Regions from separate parts of the Strix aluco genome. Here region 2 is linked to region 1. Evidence: chromatin contacts called from public Hi-C data. All regions are on one chromosome and are shown on one strand. Each heading gives the region's core, a stretch centred on a gene start, on an enhancer-like site or on the middle of the called end of the contact. The rest is flanking DNA. Distances are from core to core; before and after follow the strand shown.

Region 1 (2,700 bases), core at 15-2,514:
ACTGTGGACCTAAAACTAGAGCCAATACTCATGACTTGTAGCTCTATAAGTAACGAAAACGGGTCTACCCAGTAAACAAAAGTACCAGTAGAAGAAGTCAGCATTGAACTGTACTGCCTACACAGCAGCCAATGAGCACTCCCTTCTCAATTTTAGGTCGTTGAACTTAGCCTGGAAAAATACTGTGAATTGAAAACTGCAGTGTACATTAGTGACAACTGATGCTTATGTTCGTAACGAAGCTACTCTTACCTTTTTGCTCTTAACTGACGCAAATGATGAAACACGTTGATCACGTCCCTTATACGACGAGGCGCCTCTTCAATTTTGGATGCGAGATTGATGCAGGCCATAGCAACAATCTGAAAGGAAGCCCCGATTCCATGAGAAAACGAAGACTAGAATTACACAACTTAAAAAAAAAAAAAGAAGAAAAAAACAAAACCCCGTGGCCTAAAGGCTCGAAGAGCACAGCCGGTTTGGCGTGTGACCGGCCAAATTCACCGGTCGCCTAAAACAGCGGCTACAGCCACCTCCTCCCCGTCCCTGTCCTGCCCCCCCAGCTTCCCCGCCAGCCCGCGCCGCGCTCACCTCGAAGCTGTGCTTGACGAAGGACTTCGAATAGAAGAACCGATGAAACAGCACCTGCCCCGTCGCCATCGCCACCTAGGAACGCAAAGAGGGGAGGAGGAGGAAAGAAGGAGCGGGAGTCACTCACCGGGCCCAACCGCCACCGCCGCCATTTTGTGTCAGGCACCAGCTGGCGCCGCCGCCGCCCCCCCCCCCCCCCCCCCCCGGCGCGGCCGCCTCACACGCCCTTCCCGCCGCGCCACAATGGCGGCGCCCGCCCTTCCCTCCCTCCCGGTTAGGCGCCGGGGCTCGCACCCACCTGCGGCAAGCGGAGGAGGATACCGGCCGCCTGGATGAGCTCGCAGCCCAGGATGCGCAAGTCGGTCTCGCACTGCAGGTCCAGGCCGTCCTGCATGGAGGGAGTGGGCGAGAGGCGCTCCTCGGGGATCAGCGAGTGGTCGATGGTCAGCGACACCTCCGAGTACAGCCGGTCACCGATAAGGATGCCCGGAGCGGCGGGAGCCGGCGGGGCGGCAACAGTAGCGGCGGCGGCGGCAGCGGGGGGAGCCGTAGCGGCGGAGGCCATGATGGCGGAGCGCGTCCGCACCCGCAGCCGGCCACGCACTGACTAGCGCGGCCCGGCGCTGTGACGCAGCACACAGCGGCGCCTGCGCGGGGCACGCCGGGAAAAAAAAGTCCGCCGGACCCGTCCCCGTCCCCCCTCCCCCTCCGCCGCCCCCTACCGTTCCCCGCGGCACCGGGAGTCACCGATCTTCGCTGTTGTCCCGGCCCTGGGGAGCGGCACACGGCCCTTCTCCGTTAACACACGGACCGTCGCGATCGCGGGGGGCCTCGGCGGGACGATGAGGCGGCCGCGGCCGCCGTTGTCCCCGTGCGGGGACCCTCCCCCGGGAGCCGCCTCCGGTGAAACGTGCCCCGGCCCGCAGCTCCCGCTTTGGCAAGGGGGGAAGGAAATGAGGACACGCGTGGGCCCACGTTCCTCCGTGGGGAGGAAACGGCGCCGCCGCCGCAGCTGCCCTGGTCCTGGCTGCGCTGTCGCCGGAGGGGGCGGCCGGCGTTATTCGCTTTTTTTTTTTAGAGAATTTTCCACTGCAAAAGGGTTTAAACAGTGGAAGAGCACTGCGCTGTAGGCTTCACAGCGGCAGAGGGAAAGGAAACTGCTTAAACTACTTGAAACTGTGTTTTAAAGACCGTGTAGGTTAACTGGTGCGTGCCCTGGGTGCAAGCTCAGCCAGGAGCTGCCGTAGGGCTTTTGGCCTTTTTTGGGAAAAAAAAAAAAAAATCCATAAAATTGAGTAAGTAAACAAACGGGATGGCTGTGGTGCAATAGTGACAGGAGGTGGGTTGTGTAGTTCCAAACAGGAAGCATAACCCAGCAAAAAGTTACCTTCCACTTCATTTATTAATAAATTGAAAAAAAAAAAGGAATTAAAGCAGCTACTGCCTTTTAAGCCACTGTACATAAATTCACACTGAGTGTTGGGGAAACAGCCCCACACCCAGCAGCCACCCACCACCCTCCCCATCTGTCCCCCACATTTGTCCCATGTCACACGAGGGTATTTGCATCCCACAGAACAAGGTAAAACCTTGCGGAGCCAATTCTGGAGGTTTTTCCCTCATTTAGCTGCTCGCTGTGTGACCAGCTCCTCATGACACACAGGGGCTCCTTGGGGCATGATCTACACTGACTGCAAGTTTTACTCGCTAGAAAGTCGTTATTTTTACAAGCTACTGCTTCTTAGATACATGACATAAGGCTGTGGGGTAGCTCTGCCGGTTTCTGATGGCAGGCATGCCACAAACGAGGAGTTTATTTCCAGTAGGAGAGTGTTTTGAGGGCTGGAAACATCTTTTGGGGAGCTAGGACGCTGCAATGGAAACAGATCTTATATACTGCCTGAAAAAAAGATTAATCTGACAAAACATGGATAGTTTGGTTACAATTCTGCAAATTGCATGAACACAGCACCGGGATTTCCTAGTGCTCCATCACCCCCTCCAACTCCCAATTTCTTATTTGGAAGAAAAGCTGTCCCTCTGCCTGAGGGAAGGGCTGGAAACGGCGGGACGCTCGGGGGAGACAGCACCAGGGTGCCCTAAACCGCC
Region 2 (2,700 bases), core at 71-2,570, 300 kb before region 1:
TTCTGCGAACAATACCATCTTGGAAGAGCCAATTTTTTTTTTAATTTCCTCTCTCCTTCCTCCCAAGAGATGTTCTTAAAAGGCCTCATTAAGAAGAGGCAAAGCTTTTGATTTGTTTGGGTTTTTTTAAACAATAATTTATCCCACAGTCATTAAACTAGGGAGGGGGAGAAAAATGCTCTCTAAAGTGCTTAGGTCAGCCAAGATAATGACAAGGCAGGTTTCCCACGCCCTCAGGCCCAGAGAAGCCTGGAAGTCCAGTGCACGTAGGAGTGGACTCCACCAGCCTTCAGCCAGGCTGTGCTTTCTCATGGGCTGGGGACAAAGCAAAGCTGCTTGATTCACCGCACCAAACCACCACTTGCTCTGAACGGAGCTTTGGTCCAGGCTCCTAGAAGAAGCATCCCCATCACAGCATCAGTACACACAGGCCGGCCACAGCCAGGCAGTACCTGAGAGGGTAACAATCCCTCGGGGCTGGGGCTGGAACCGCAGGTACTTGTTGCAGAAGGAGGCTGACTCGAGGGCCAGGAAGAGAACGTTGCCCAGAAAGTAGCCGGCTGTCTGGCCCACGGAGTTGCAAGTGGAGGCATAGCCCACGTTCTCCCTGGACAACATGGTGAGGGCCCAGCCGTCCACCGCAATGTCCTGCGTTGCCGCCAGGAACTCGAAGAGGAAGAAAGTCACAGTGAGGGCCACCACGTCGGGGCCCCGGCCCTCCCCGTCGCCCAGCAGCATGTCCACCTGGGTGGACATGTAGATCATGAAGAGCCCCAGGACGTACTGCGTGGGCACCAGCCAGGACTTGCGGCGGCCGAAACCCCGCAGGTAGACGGCGTCCACCAAGGGGGCCCAGAGCAGCTTGAGGCTGAAGGGCCAGAAAACGAAGCTGAAGAAGGCCTGGTCAGTGTAGCTGGCGCTCTTGCTCTGCAGAATGAGGGGGACGCTGCCCGCCAGCCCCAGCGGGATGCCCTGCAGCACGTACAGCACCAGCAGCAGCAGGATACTGCCCAGCTCCGCCCGGCACCCCCGCGCCCCCCGCGCCCCCGCCTCCGGCAGCAGCGCCTCGGCCTCACCGCCCGGCAGCCCGTCCCCGCAGAGCGCCAGGGCGGGCGGCGCCTCACTCCTCACGTCCAGGCAGTGCTGCTGGCTGCCGGCCCGGCGCTGCCGGCCGCCCTCCTTAGCCGCGATCGCGGGCGACATATCTGTCGGCGGCGGCCCGGGGACTCGCGCTCCTCCCCACAGGCTGAGGCGGGAGCGGGCGCTGCCGCTGAGGAGACGCCGCGAGCCGAGCCGGCCCGGCCGCCGCCGCCACCCGCCTCCGCCCCGCCCCTTCCGGTCACGTGAGCGCCCGTGGCAGGCGTGGCTGCATCTCATTGGTCCGCCGCGGAGTGACGTCAGGTAGCCGCCCCGCCCCGCCCCATCCCTGAGGGACCGACCCCGCCGGGCGGGTCATGGCGGCGGCGGCGGGAGTCCCGCGGCGCTGCGGGAGGCGGCTCCAGGGCCCTCCGGTGCTCGCCAGCGCTGGGACAGCGAAGCAGCTACCTCTGGGCGGGGAGAGGGGAGCTGCCCGGCCTCCCCGAGCCGCTCCCGGCCCCACGGCGGCTGGGGGTGCCCGGGCGGGCTGATCCCGGGGCTTCCAAACCTTAATCAAAGTGTGAAGTTCCTTCATAAAAATTAAGTTTCCTTAACAAAAATTAAGTTCCTTTTTTTCCCCCTCTTTGGGTCTCCTGTACTAACAGAAATACAAATCAGTAAGGACCAAGGTAAGCGAATATTACTTTTTTTTTCCCCCTGTTCTTTTACCCATTCATTTTACAGTTACACGATAATTAAAGCAACAAGCACACTTTGTGCGTCTCGCTTTTCTTCCATTTTTAATACTTGAAGTATTCTATTTTTTTTAATTCCTGAAAGACCCATCACAGCCATAACACAGTTAAAACATTTAGAGCAAAATGAACACACCGATATTACCCTCAGCACAAAATTGCTTGGAATGTGACGGTGGAACCAGATACCGGTTTGTAATTCCACGTGTAACTCGAATTCTTACGCTTATTTTCCTCTATGCAAGAAGAGTAATAAAGCTCGGAGAAGGGTGTCAAAAATACTTCGGGAACGTTACAGGCAGCCTTTCATTGAGGGAGCTGTTTTCCTTAGTGTCTTTTAAGAAATTCCACCCGAGCAGAAATAGGAGATGCACTTTATACCGTACCATTCTGACGCACAGAAAAACTTATTGTAAAGCCTTAGTTTCTGCCTTCAAAACGGGCAGAAATGAGCCCCGGGAGCTCCCCGTCGCGCTCCGGGGGCATCCCTGGTGTTAAACCCGCTCGGGGCCAGGCGCGGTAGCCCCGGGGGAGGCCGGGCCGCGGCCGCTGTCTTCACCCCCATCCTCGCCGTTATTCCACCCAGCACAACACACGCACACAGAGTCCCTAAATCCCGATTTCTGACCCCAAGGCACCCGGCTCCGCCCCTTCCGCCGGAGCGCGGGGCCGGGCCGGGCCGGCTCCTCCTCCCCGCGGCGGAGGCGCAGCCGGGCGGCATTAGCTCATCGCGGCGGCGGCTCCTCACGGCCCTTTCTTCCCGCTCCCCGCCTCGGGGCCGCTCCCCGCCGGTCGGAGGCAGCTCCCATGGCCCTCTGCAACGGAGACGCTAAGGTTAGTGCTACTGCGGCCCGGCCCGGGACGCTGC

The links. Hi-C and Micro-C count contacts between places; a contact is called where the count stands out from the background.
Region 2: a contact with region 1 is called in a Hi-C map of heart, with 7 times the contacts expected there. The contact joins the promoter of SLC33A1 here to the promoter of CCNL1 in region 1. A contact is called at or near these places in 2 of 2 Hi-C or Micro-C datasets (brain and heart).

Annotation. Positions count from the first base shown.
Region 1 is chr9:30,014,728-30,017,427 of bStrAlu1.hap1, reverse strand. It overlaps CCNL1 (cyclin L1), which reads right to left and starts at 1,264. Exons shown (of 11, transcript XM_074834378.1): 1 at 890-1,264; 2 at 592-666; 3 at 253-362. The coding sequence starts at 1,156.
Region 2 is chr9:30,313,888-30,316,587 of bStrAlu1.hap1, reverse strand. SLC33A1 (solute carrier family 33 member 1) reads right to left here and starts at 1,320. Exons shown (of 4, transcript XM_074834396.1): 1 at 453-1,320. The coding sequence starts at 1,203. It overlaps GMPS (guanine monophosphate synthase), which reads left to right and starts at 2,512. Exons shown (of 16, transcript XM_074834393.1): 1 at 2,512-2,666. The coding sequence starts at 2,640.